Regions from separate parts of the Dromaius novaehollandiae genome. Here all the other regions are linked to region 1. A link is a contact called in public Hi-C data. All regions are on one chromosome and are shown on one strand. The core of a region is the stretch at or near the end of the contact, and the rest is flanking DNA. Distances in the headings are between cores, read along the strand shown.

The links. Hi-C and Micro-C count contacts between places; a contact is called where the count stands out from the background.
Region 2: a Hi-C map of liver shows a contact between it and region 1, with 2.1 times the contacts expected there. The contact joins two enhancer-like sites. A contact is called at or near these places in 2 of 4 Hi-C or Micro-C datasets (brain and liver).
Region 3: a contact with region 1 is called in a Hi-C map of liver, with 7 times the contacts expected there. The contact joins the promoter of CIPC here to the enhancer-like site in region 1. A contact is called at or near these places in 2 of 4 Hi-C or Micro-C datasets (brain and liver).

The regions. Positions count from the first base shown.
Region 1 is chr5:25,988,014-25,992,284 of bDroNov1.hap1, forward strand. No RefSeq gene overlaps it. Among named protein-coding and RNA genes, the nearest start is that of IRF2BPL, 23 kb to the left of the region's middle. Within about 2 kb of position 2,583, at least 2 of the 2 cell types and tissues checked have open chromatin away from gene starts, as enhancers often do.
Region 2 is chr5:26,054,754-26,059,627 of bDroNov1.hap1, forward strand. No RefSeq gene overlaps it. Among named protein-coding and RNA genes, the nearest start is that of LRRC74A, 46 kb to the right of the region's middle. Within about 2 kb of position 2,613, at least 2 of the 2 cell types and tissues checked have open chromatin away from gene starts, as enhancers often do.
Region 3 is chr5:25,911,651-25,915,908 of bDroNov1.hap1, forward strand. CIPC (CLOCK interacting pacemaker) reads right to left here and starts at 2,042. Exons shown (of 5, transcript XM_064512268.1): 1 at 1,890-2,042; 2 at 293-385.

The DNA.
Region 1 (4,271 bases), core at 1,333-3,832:
TGCCTAAAGGAGGCTGCGAGTAAGTCGCTAAACCCTGTGCTGGTGCCCTGGCAGCTCTCGCTGGATCCCAAACTCTAATCAGGCTCCCTGCTGCCCCCTTGCTGCTGGAAATGACAGTGGAAATAACACAGACTACTACTTTCATACTGTGATGTGAGCTTGACTAATATCCTCACATTTGGGGGGAAATCGTAGACCTCACAGAGGAATGTCTGTCTCATTGCTGTGTTATCCGGAATAATAAATGCGGCAATCACAGCTGTAATGCCTAGCATTTGTCTGAAGTGCTGCATTCTCCAAAGTGCTTTGCAAACGTGAATGCAGGGTAAGCTCAAGAGAGGCAAGGTTTGTAGACAGGGGTAATACCTTTTTCTGACTTCTTATTCTCACAAAAAACCGGATGAGCTTTCAGACATACAAGCTCTCCCTTCGAAAGCTTGTTTTTCTTACACACTTTGGCCATCACAGCTACAAAAATCTACTGCTACGTAATTCCTAGAGAGAAAGACTGCAATGACAAAGCGTTACCTTTCCAAAGTGGCCCTGCAGCATGCAAAACACTGAGAGCTCGGAGAAGCTCAGGGTGGCTACAGGATATGCTGCATTTTAATTTCGTGTTACTCATTGTAAGCTATCCGTGGATCGGTAGGGCTCAGAAGTTGTTGCCATCTACCTTGCATATGGGGAGTCCATTTGAAAGGATTTTAGTGGATCACAACTCAACTCCTGGTTGGTTGGTTTCTTTTCTGAAAAAAAAAGAAAAGAGAAAACAAACCCTGGATCCTAAATTCCCTCTTGTTTGCAAAGGCCGGTGACTATGAATGGGATACAGAGAATGAACTCCACTCCGTCCAGCCACTAACAGTAGCCAGGTCAAGGCTGAGCCGCGTTGGCAGGAGGCAGCGATGTGGAAAGCTTGCCCTGCCACTTTCTGTCCTGTAGACAAGCAGCAGATCTAATTCTCTGAGGATCTCAAGCTTATACTAAAATCCCAGTGGGAATAACCTCCCCTGACCCAGGAGGCAGTGGGATGATCTACTCGTCCGCCATAGTGGTGACTGTAAGTGTGGTTGTGCGGCAAGGGAACTGTGTGACAATTTTGTGATGCCTTGGTAGTGCAAGAAATCCCCTCCCCTGCTACGGTTGGCTGCAAGCTCTGAGAGGTATTACTGCTAGTGAAAACCAGAAGGAAAAATCAGAGTGTCTCTAATACATGTAATCTGCAGAAAAAATTCACGCTTGTATGCCTGTTTTAAGCAAGAAATCTGGCCCTGCTGCAGGATGAGCAGTGTGTGTGCTTCTGCCCTCTTGCTTGCTGTTTTCTAGGCCGGCACCCGCGGACACGCACCGAAAAGCTGGCCTTGCTCCTGCGCTGGCAGCCCCGGCTGACCTCTTGCACCCACTTGTCATCTCAGCACTTTCGGCTTCGGCGTTCCTCCTTAGATCCATTAAGAAAATATTTAACATCGGAAGAAAGGAAGGCGCCCCATGGCCCGGGAGGCCCGTCCCACTGTTCTCCCCACAGCCAGGCCAACGAAAACAGGGCCCCAGCGCCCTCCCCCACGGCACGCGTGTGCCGCCGGCCTGCCGGCCGACCCAGGGCGCTTCTGGCCCCCCTCGAAATGGGTGGAAATGGTCACATGTACTAAACCTGGCCCAAATCAAATCGTGGTGGCCTTCCACGGTCGAGCACCAGAAAACTGTGTTTAGAAGGATCTTTGCAAGGTGATTCACTGAGAAAGTAGTCTTGATTTTTAATAAAGCGCTGCTTTTAGAGGATTCTGGAGCGCCGAGGTTAAAATCCGCTTTCTCATTAGTTTTCTGTTTTTTTTCTGTCCGTAGTTCTCTTGCTAGTCACATGCGCACAAGTTTGTTATCCTAACAGCTGCTTGAGACTCCTGAACCATTTAGCGGGAATGTTTTATGTGCCTGACTTCTTATAAAAGAAAATGAGATTGCAGCTTTTATCTGAGGGGAGCTATCATAGCGAGGGGGGAACGGTTCAACCGCTAAGGCGAAACGCGAGGCACACGTTGCCTCCTCCGTGCCGGCTTCTGACCTCGGTGGTGAGGGCTTTCTGCTGCGGAGCTGCCGGCAGCCCCTGAGCCAGCCGCCCCGGCGCCCATCTTGCTGTGTGCGCCATTGCGCTCCCGCTCCTGCCTCTCCGTCACATGGAGCAGCAGCGGCGTGCGTTCCCCGGGCTCCATCGCCCTCCCCAGCTCCCCAGATACCCTGACGTGCTGCTTTCTGCACACACCTCACCGAGAGACAGGGAGAGCCGCCTGAATGGCGCGAGGGGCCTGGGGCCGGGGAGGGAGCAAGACGCTGTGGCTCTGCGCGCTGAGCCACATCTGGGAAGCGGGATGTCTCCTCCCTGTGCCGCCGGCCCCAATGGGCAGCACCGGCTCCCTGTGACTTTGCAAAGCAAATCGCCTCCATGCCGTGCGCTCTGCTGCTCTTCCTCCACCCCCTTCCTCCCCTCCATGGGAAAAAAGGCAGCAAGCGCCGCGGCGAGCGCTGGCCCCGGGCCGCTGCTGGTGGGTGCTTGCGGCGAGTGGGGCCAGCAGGGCTGGTGGAGGAGGGGCCGCAGAGTGTGCTGCCGACCTGCTGAATTATGACTTTAATGCAGTCACTTTAATAACTTGCTGTAGCTCCAACCACCAGATGCAATTTATGGCAAAGCAGGCGCCCAAGCATTTTTCTTTAGATGAAGACTAAGCAGATCTCTGATTACCATCCCCTCCCCCCCGCCCCGCTACCTCCCCCTGCTTGCACTGCTAATGGAAAAATGTTATGTGTCTGTGTGCTTTTTCCCCAAGCCCTGTTTTCAGGAAATGGTGGAGAACGAGAAACGATCCCGCGCGCGCGCACACACGCACATACACTCTTGCACGAAGGACCATTTTTACTCTCCGGTCTTCAGCCATGCAAAATTCCTCACGCTAGCACAATCTCTCCATTTCTTCTCCTAAAACCTTACAATCTCAGCCAGGAACACGGCAAATGCCGTGATTTATTTGTAGGGAAAAAGACCTCTCCCTCCATCTGACCAAAATCACCCAGAGTCTGACTGTTTTCACTGCCTAATGCAAACCCCACTGCTTCACGAAATTCTCCCTACGGTTGTGAAGGCTAAAAACCAAATGCAAGCCACCAAACAAATCAAATAGCTGCACCTAGGAATGATGACTAGGCAAACCAAATTCAAGTTTTAATGTTGTATTTGATGCTTGTACACAATAGCGATGGTGCACTAGAAAAGCAATGCACAGATAGGCAGACAGATAGCCTGCCAGGTTGCCTATTTTAAAGAACCATTCATTTTCCATCTAAGGGAAGAATTCTTCCTCCCACTCTCCTCCTCCCTCTCCTTTTCTGTGATTTGCATGATCATTTGCTGCATATGTCATGAATTACTGTTTGTCTTAGTTCACAGCTTCGAAGAAATTTCCCAAATAAATTTCACTGGATCAATAAACTCAGATTCTGTTTTCTTTTCTAAATTGAGGGAAAGGAAAATAATAAGAAAAGGTAAATGTTTTCTTTTTAGCCAATTGGAACAAAAATCAGAGTTAAACAGATGTGCCCACTTCTGAATTCTGAGGGTTCACATAGAAGCCCAGTGATTCAAGTGTTTTGTATTTTTTCTTTTTTCCCTTTCCTTTTCTGAAAAAGCAACTAATTGGAGCTACAGCCCTGAAAAATGGCATGTTATTGCTTCCAATCCATTGAAAGAGTGTCCACAGAAGGCATCACAGATCAGTCCTTCATGACCCTTAAATATGTATTGGCAAGGCAAATCCCTCCCAGGTCACAGCAAGTACAGTTTGCAATGACCTGCCTCTGCTCTTTTAAAAATGAGTAGCAGATTCCTTTAAAATGTCCAGCTTCTCCTTCAGCTAGAACAGTGTTTGCCTCTCAAGCTTTGAGATAGCACGACTAATATGTAGCACGCACTGCAAATTTCTTAGTAAAGAAGTAGCAACATATGGGAGCGTTCAAGTTCCAGAGAGAAAAGTATAAATTGGACGTTTCCATGTGAATTCAATCTGTGTCTGTCTAGCTGCGTTTCAAGTGACCTGTCCTCAGCCTGTACCAGGATAACATTGTTGCCTTGAGTACTCTGAGATGCACCTGCATACACACACTCAGACATGCAGGTATTTCTTTTAGGTGTGATGAATTGTCTTCGTAAAATTGAATTTATCTCAACTGACTATAGAGGGAGCCTAGGCTAGATTCCTAACTTTCAGAGTGTTAGAGTTAGGTGA
Region 2 (4,874 bases), core at 1,363-3,862, 67 kb after region 1:
CCAAACCAGGCTTGTTCAGGCCCCAGAGCCCAGCTGTTCAGCCCCCGGAGGCCAGCCTGCCTCGTTCCTCCTCTGTCCCCGGTGTCGGCCGGTTGCGGATGTCACATAAGCGGGGCCTCGCCTGGGATGCAGACTGCTGTGACCTGCGGGCCGCTGGGCTGAGCCGCGTCAATCTGCGACAGCGTGTGACAGTCTGTGTCCCCTGGTGCCCGATCTGCAGGCGATGCTGGTCTCTTGCAGCTCCCTTCTCTGTCTGTTTCTCCAGCTGAAGCAGCTTTAGAGACTCGTACTTCACGTTTTGGAGATAGGCACGGTCATCCTGAGGGGAAGACAAAATGGCTGTCATGTGTATTTGCATATATTCCTATGTGTCCCTAGAGTTTCAGGCATTGATAACATACGGTGCAGTGCAAGCTGTGTGTGCAGGTTATATCGCACCGCGACGTACCTGCAATGTAGCAGAGGCTGCTGTAAGCCTCCGAGCGCACAGCCGCACGTACCCAGCCTCTCCTCTTTTACCACAGTGCAGCACATCCCAGCAAAGGGGGAGATTTCACAGCTGACCCCCCCGAGGCGGCCCTATTCCCCTGCCTGCTGGTGCTGCGCACTAAGGGATGGGGTGTCTAACGGAGATTCAGCTCTCACGTTGGTAGCGGGGGAGTGGAAACAGCAGCAGCGCGATTTCTGATGAAAGGGACCTCATGGCCCGCCGTGTCCAAAGCGGGAAGTCAGTCCCCGGGGCCTCTGCCCTCTCCTTCATCGCCAGGCTAGCAGGGGGCTCTGCGGTACGCGTGGGACCCCCGGGGGGGATAGGTTTTCAGCGTTATGTACACAGCCTGCTTCCTGCTTTTAGAGGATGCAAAATGTGCCAGTGGCTGAGTTTGCAGTGTTCCCAGGAAGACGGCATATATGGCTGCATGCAGAGGGGAAGGGGAGGGGCTGGGGAGGGAGCAGAGCACGGAGGAGAATTCCCTTTCTGCCGTGCAAAATCTGTCCTCCTCCCTCCCGTCCTCCCCCCTTCCTCATATTTTGGTATCTCCACATCTGTGCAGAATTTCAGGCACTTGGGGCTCCCAGGAGATAGCGTCGTTTTTGTGTTAAAGATGCTTATTGAATTTGACAAATGATGATTTATGACAGGGCAACCCGCATGGGGCGCAGTGAGGAATCTCAGCTCCTTGTCACGGACCGGGAATCTGTTTCATTCCCATCTCAGCTCCTCGACTGCCTCTCATTGGAGCTCTGAGCAGATCAGACTCGACAGATGTGGGGAATGTATTTCTTAGCAGAGAGAGAAGGAAAGAGTCTAAGACAGAAACAATGAGAGCGGAGTGAGGAGTTTATCTTCCACTGTTCCTCCTTTTAACCCACGACCACACCTCCAAGACCCAGTACGACCTCCAGAATAAATAAATTAGCTTGAACTGTCCTGGTAGCCTGAGTTTGAATACAGCTTCACTGAATTTTCCGCACTGTCATGACAGTCCAAAATCAGTTTTCAGGCCCTGTTTGCTGTCCTCTGGGCCAAGTGGGGTCTGGATCTTCTGGATGCAGCTTATCCAGATCTGCAGCAGCCCCTTCTTGCTTGTGTCTCCTCTGGCTATTCCCTTTCCGCTGTGCATCTTTGTCCTGCAGCACCCTGGCTATTCTGGTCCTGGAGCCTACATGTGGCTCTGCCTTTGCACTTCAGCCCTTGCCGCAGATGTGGAGGCAGCTGGGCAAAGCCAGCCCAGGTCTGGCAGGACTCAGAAACTGAGGCTTTGTGCAGCACAGTGGCTGTGACACTTCCAGGATCGGTTCAGGTCTCTGGATGTCTTTGCCGCTTTGGCGAAGTGCAGAGCCCAACCTGGTAAACCCAGGGGACACAAGCCAGCCCCATGCAGAACCAGTTGTTGTGGTTGTCTCAGGACCATACTCATGGAAGCAGGAGTGCTGGGGACTACACAGCAAAGACACCTAAGAGTTTTCACACCAATCATGCTAGATCCAGCAGGCCTATGAAGCCTGGCTTAGCACCGACCTGGCTGGGCTGCTTTCGAGCCAGGCAGGTGTCTTTCCACTGTGCAGTGAGCACTGTGGGTTCTGGGAAGGTCTGTTAGCGCAAACACTATACAGAAGCGTAGAGGCAGCTCACATCTGGCATTGTGCCCAAGCTAATAAACCCTCCCAAACCTGGCGTGCTGGGGAGCACAATGTGGAGACACTTGAATGGTCCTGTTGGGAACCAGCCCAAGTCCAGCAGGGTTGACCCTGAGCCAGAGCTAATAATCCCTGCTGGACTCAGGCTGAGCTTGTGCATAACATGGCTGTGTGTCCCTGCATCGTGTTCCCAGCACATCCCATGGGCTCCGCATAAATGGGGCTTTCCACTGTCTGAGGTATATCCCAGCCCCCTTATCTAGGATCATGGAAACATGACAGTAATGTCTTGCGAAGACTCGGAGGGGAGAGACAGTGCATGCACCAAACCCTCTTGGTGACAGCAGTGTGTGAGAGGCAGGAGGGTGGGAAGGTCTGGAGGGAGACACTCCTCTGCTGGCAGGGACACGAATGGTGCAGTGGAGGCTGGGCAGCACATGGCTGCTCCAGATGGAAGCCATTAACCGGGAATGTCTGTGATGTGGTCTGGAGCAGTGTAAACAAGAGCCATGAATTATCCAGCACCTTGTAAGCAGGGCTGGAGAGGATCCCCTGCAATCCTTTCCTTCCCTCCCCCTTTTCCTATCTCCCTCCTTCCTTTCACCTCCTCTCTCTTGCTCCATATTACTGTAGACATTTCATCATTTGCATGTGTGGTTAAGTAAGGCTATGCTTCCTTCAGTCCTCCTCCCTTTAACCTGTGCTGCTATCCATGGAAGCAGGGGAAAAGCTAGAGCTGGATAGGGGCCAAGGCCTCACATACCATCTCTGAGCTAAATCTGCCCTAGGGTGAGTGAAAACAGCTCACTGGCTGGCTGGGTACATCCAGCTCCCCAGGCACTCCTGCCAGCAGCAATTCCCTCCCAGTAGCCGTGCCAGCAACTCTGACTGGTCCCTTTGCCTCTGCTCTTGTCCCATGGGCTGACTCCTTAGGAAGGGGAACATCAGCAGCCTGCTGAAGGTCTAAAAGTACTCAGTATTCTGTCATAGTCTAAAACACAGTTTACAGTAGTGCTAATGAAGTATCCTGTCTTCTCCTTCTGGCTTCAAAATACTGTCATACCTCTCAGGCTGAATACAAAGATCAGGGGTAGGGGCTGAGGAGACGGTGGTCAGGCAGAAATCTCCCTTATGTGGCAAGTGCTGGTGGAGTGGCTAAAGTGACCATATTGAATGTTCCTCCCCATTAACTGCTTCTTCTCCAGACAGCAAAATCAAACCATGTGTTTATGTTTATATATCCCAGCAATTCCAACTAAAAGCTCTAGAAACTATAAATACCGGGATCTCTTCACCCACTATTGAAATGTAGCTATTTCTGGCAAGGAAGAAGGAAGCTATTTAATAGAGCATAGCAACGCTATGCAACATTTGAAGTAGTGGGATGCTGCATCCAGCTATGTATGATATGGAAAATTTAGGAAGGCAAAATGAAATTGCTTGAGTTGGTATATGAATTAACACTATGGTTCTCAAACAGGGCTACGAGTTCTTTCAGAAGCCGGAAAGGACTGCATTTCAATTTTTGTACCAGAGATGAGTCTTCTAGCTATGCCATGTGCCTAACACAGCACTGCCTTGTGGGATCATTCCTCACCACTTACTGAGCTCTCAACACCCCATCTTTTAACACCTATTAACCTTGGAGTCCCCTGAGAAAAGTATCATCCACTTGACATCTCTGTATCTGAGCTCTGATGAGATCACTGTTCAGGGTTAGATAGCTGCAGAGCAAATGTCACAAGGGTCTGAATTTCTAATTCTGTAAGAGCGAATTATGAGTTGTCCCATTTTAGCCAGCTAAATGCAGAATATCTCCATGGGGGAAGAGCTCTCTAATGCCTCTGAATACAGAGGTTGTAACCACCCCCCAGCCCCCTCCATCTTTATTGTTGGGGTGGATGTCATCTCTCCAAGGTATCAGATGGGGCATTGTGGGCCCCCTGTGGCAACACATGTCCCAGGAAGCTGCACAGCTTGGTGGCAAAATGGCTTTTGACGGAATCTAATATGGATGACAGTACCTCAGAAAGCAGATGTCAGGAGGAATAAGCCCTGGCCAGCTGGACTGCTGCATGATTTAGACAGCAGCCTAATGTCTCTTCCTTACCACCTCCAGGAGAGTGTCTCTGCTAATAGGGCTTCTTCCTGTCAACAGCCCTTCTCAGTTTCTTGAACAGTAATGAAGCAAAACTGCTTTGGGGAAAAAATGTAGACAGGAGTTGGCAACACTCCAGACCTTTCCCAGGGTTCTTGTGAGCACATCTAGAAGGTCGGACATTTACTCCAGAGGGCCATGGGATAACCCAGAACATGATTCTTCCAGAAATCACAGCGCCTAATCTTTATTAGTGGAGTTGCTCTGTACCCTTGGTGAATCTCTGTCCTATTGCAGAGCCAAAGAGTCAGAAGCAATGTTGTTACGATTCTAGCGAGTCCTGTGATTTCAGTTAGGATGCACCATTTTATGCTACAGATGAGACTGGCCCATTACTGGGCTGTAAAATGGTCTGTATAATTTTCTGATCACTAACAGTATCTGCCTGGGAAGGTAGTGGAGGTCAGATGTGGTAAATATAGTATACAGTTAAAACAGATAGAAGTTTCAAGCTTTAGGGTCACTGCCCCTGGATTCAGGTAAGAATTTCTTCCCCCGTATACTGCAGCACACCCTTGGCCAGACAGATTAACTGGTTCTCTCACTGTCTCACAGATATTCGTATGTGATCTAGTAA
Region 3 (4,258 bases), core at 792-3,291, 77 kb before region 1:
ATTTCTCTATCCAAAAAGGCAAAACTAAAAGCTATTCATAAACAACATTTTGTTCAAGAATTAAGGTTGCTCGGGCCATATCTGTCTTACAAACTTAGCTATCCTGGGTAGGGTTTGCATCCTCAAACAGGTCAGCTGTGCAGACAAGCCCCCATACCATAAACGCAGCTGAACCCACAAAGCTTTGCTTTTGCTAGTTTGTTTCACTCTCAGAGTGAGGTATATCTCGAGATCAGAGAACGTGCTGGGGCTAGAGAAATCCATATTGCTAAATGTGCAACACATACTATACCTGCAAAGCACTCCTAATGGAGATACAGCCTTAGAAACGCCTCTTCTTCCCATACCTTTAGCCTTCCAGCATTCTCATTCTGAAAACTAAAAGCTATGAAAACCAGAAAAAAATATAGTTACATTATAGCCTCCCATACCAAGTACTCTTCACAACCTTCAGCTGCTTCCTAAGGTCTAGGTAGACTCTAACAGGACAGAATAAAGTTTCTGCTTTTCTTAAAGAAAGTAGCGCAGATGGTGGCTACCTGAAAGATGACAGGATGAACCATAGAAATTAGGTCTAATACTATTTGTAGAAATTACTTTCCTCTAAAACAACCCTTTAAAATTGTGGTTCATGTTAGAACTATAAATTTAAATATAAATTTAAATATAAATACAGGAACTCAGGAGTCCGCACAGTTGTCAGACCAACAGTCCACTAATGGTGGTATCCATTGCTAGATACTTCTAACAATATCGCAGCGGATACATTCTGGAATAATCTACCCCAAAAGGTGAGTTTCTTCTTAAAAGAAGAATTGTTAGAATTCTGCTCAAGTTCTTGAGACCTGACACCTCCAGTAATGAAGTCTACACATTAGGTAACAGAGCTAAGATGCTGGTGTGATGGCCTCTAAAACTACAAGACAGGCAGAATAATGCTCAACAAAAAAGAACTTCAGTATTTTGTCTCATTTCTGCTTTTTATCTTCAGTCACGTCTGCTGAGGTGCTAACAGAGATAGAGCCAACTATATTAGAGCAACATCTGCGGACTAGGCCACAGCTATCCTGCTCTGTGTCCCATCAACAGAAGCATTTGATAAAGTCTTATCAAAGAATTTTGATTTCCGATCAGGAAATCCAGTACGAAAAGTATATACTTGTATCATAGATGAAGTTACTGACATTTACATGTTTTAAGCAGCATGCATTTTAGCTATATTAAAAAACATAAACCCTGCTCCACCATCTCTTATCACTAAGAGAGCAGATTTAATTGAGTACTCGTGGTACAGACTGGTTTAACTGGAAGATGAGCTTTAAGTCCCTCCCTTAGTTACTTATCCCTCTCCAAAACGAGCGATTTTTTTAAAGAACAGGGAATGTGCCGATGATCATCGCTGAAGAGCAGAGCTGAGAACAGACGGGTGCCAGACGGGCACAGCTCTTCCCCCTAAAAAAAAGTCAGACGAGCCCCGCAGGGGCCGCACCGCCGGGGCCGCTCCTCCGGGCGGCGAAATGCGCGCCCCGGCCTGCGCTCCCCCGGCGGGGTCGCCGCGCCCCCGAGACAGCTGCTCGGCCCGCCCGGCCCGGCCCGGCTCCGCCTCGCGGCGCTCGCCCGCCGCCGCAGCCGGCGAGGGCTGAGCCCCCGGCCCCAGCCCCGCCGCCGGGCGCGCAGGGCTGGCAGGGCCCGCAGCGCGGCGCGGAGGCGGCCGGCGCCAGCCGAGGGCCCCGCGCAGCCGCCCGGCCGCGGCGGCGCGACGAGCGGCCCCGGCGGTCGGGCCGCAGCCACAGGATAGCGAGGCGAGGGGGCCCTAAGCCCCCAGCCCCCGCTGCCCTCCCCCGCCCCGGCGGACCGGGCCTGGTCGGACCAGACCACCCCTCACCTACCCGCAGGGCGCCAGGACCCGAGTGCCGCCAGGCCGCGCATGCGCGCTGCCGCCACCATGGACACAACCCTCCCTCATCGCCTAAACAAGCCCATCTCGGAAGAGGAAGGCTGCCTGACGAGGCTCGGCATGCGCGCATGCGCACAGCGAGCCGCCGCGCTCCGCGGCCGCGCTCGCCGCTGGAGCCGGCGTGGCCGCGGTGCGCATGCGCCCGGTCGCGGCCGTTGGTAGGCGGGAGAGGTGCTGCGGCGCGTGTCCGCGTGTGCAGGCGACGCTGTGGCGTTGCGCTGCCGCGTCGCGCTGCGGCTGCGGGGAGGGGGAGCGGGAGCGGGCGCGGGGCGGGAGCCGTTGGCGCGGCCGCCGTTGGCGCGGGCCTCGCGCCCTGCAGGCGTGCGAGCGGCGCGGGGCCCCTGAGGGAGAGGAGCCGCTGGGAGCTGCCTGACGGGACGTGGCAGAAAGCAGCCCCTCACTGAAAGGCGGCCTGGGCAGCTCCCGCTGGCCTTCCGCCACCTTCCATAGCCTGGCCTGGGCTCCTGAGGGGATGAGGCAGGGCGATTAAGGCCAGCATCCTGGAATGATGCTGCTGGCTTTTCCAAGTACTGTGCTGAAGAATACAGTTAATGGGTTTTGTAGAGCCTGTCTGATGCCAAGAGTGAGAGATGGCAGCAAGAGTGTTTGGACCGTCAGCCACTTACAAAATGAAGAAAGTAGAACTAAAGAGGTCCAAAAGATTTAGGCTTGTTTACTCAAGGAGAGAAAAAAATAGTGAAAGGAGGAGCTATCATAAGCAAATGAAGAGTAAAAGATACACTTATTCTTCTATGTGGTTGCTAAATACAAGCTAGCGAAAGAAATGTGTGGACTTGCTTTCCATGAACTGCAGAAAAACAAGGCCCAGTAAGCAGGTGGAAGTGGATCTTCTGGATTAATGTATACAACAGGAATAGCTATTCTTGTTCTAAGAACTCCATAAACACCACCAGCACCCAGAAGTCTGTTAGGATATTTTGCATTTGGTCATGAAAAGCCATTTCATTAGGGGAAACAGAGTTGAGAAGGGTTGAGCAAAGGGCACAGTGAATTCCCTGAATAGAAATGGATGAAAAGAAATACTTTCATTGTTATCATGGTCTTGTTAAAGAACCTGAAACATGCTTGTTAACAAAGGTCAACGTGGTCAAATAAGTTCCTGACCGGATAAGAAAAGGACATTTTAATGTCAGCACAGTTTAGAACAGACTTATCACATGCAAAACAAACAAAAATGGGATTATTTGAAATGATGCTGTCATTTTGCAAATGCAACACAGAATGTGTTCCAGTGCTAATTTAAAGTGCTGTGAGAAAATGCTAGTTACACATATTCCTAGAATGTAATTTTTGAGTATTTAAATACTAGAGTTGGCTCAGAGTTACATTTAAGCAGTACTTTGAGATGTGTGAAATCTAGACTGTGGATTTGGATCTCTTACCATTTATGAGGTTTGGGTTCGGAGGAAAAGCATGCTAAGAATGCTGTTGCATCATGATATGTGCTCAGGCATGGTCCTGGTTGCCTTATCCCCAGAAACAACCCTTACAGATCTCCACAGAGACCAAATTTCTAAGGATATGGAGTGCATGTGCATGTTCACTGAAAGCAGTTCATCAGAGACTGATTTGGGAAAGACAATCTGCCATTCAATTGAGGTGATTCAGAGCAGAATTGGGACTGTATGATACCAGGCCTTCATCTGAGAGACAGCAGGTAGGAAAACTGAAATACTGTATTATAAATAGAGACTTTTTCTTAGATAGTCTAGGTTAACCTCTGCTCCTCTGCTTTAAATAAATTACACCGTATCACCTGAATTCTCTCTGAATTCAGCTGAATTAAACCTTAAATTTAAATGGAACCTCATCACCTGAATTTACCCTGCTCTGAAATGTGGGTTTTCTGTGTTTTAATAATATTGGTGTCATTTTCCCTCTCTCCCCTTCCTTACAAGTGTTCTTTTCATTGCTAAAAGGTTTCCTTTACTGTGTGCTTTCTGTAATTACTGTCAGTAACAACAAGATGTTTTCCTTTTTTCATATGTCGCGCTGTGGTTTGTTTGTTTATGTTGAAGGCGAGTGTTTTGGCAAATGAGTACTAGTTTTTCATTCACTTCCCTGTTTATTTTGGTCATACAAAAGAAGAATTAAAACAATATGCCTAAAGTATGGCTGTATGTTTACTGAGTTTAGGTGTTTCAACATTTTTTATTAAAAAAAAAGGTGTTGAATCACTTCTTCCAGGAAAAGATGCAGCAGTCAGCTTTCTGAGAATGACTTAAGAGGGACAAAAGCAAGTAGTTATTCTATGAGGCTGTTAAATAATAGGTCTTGTGT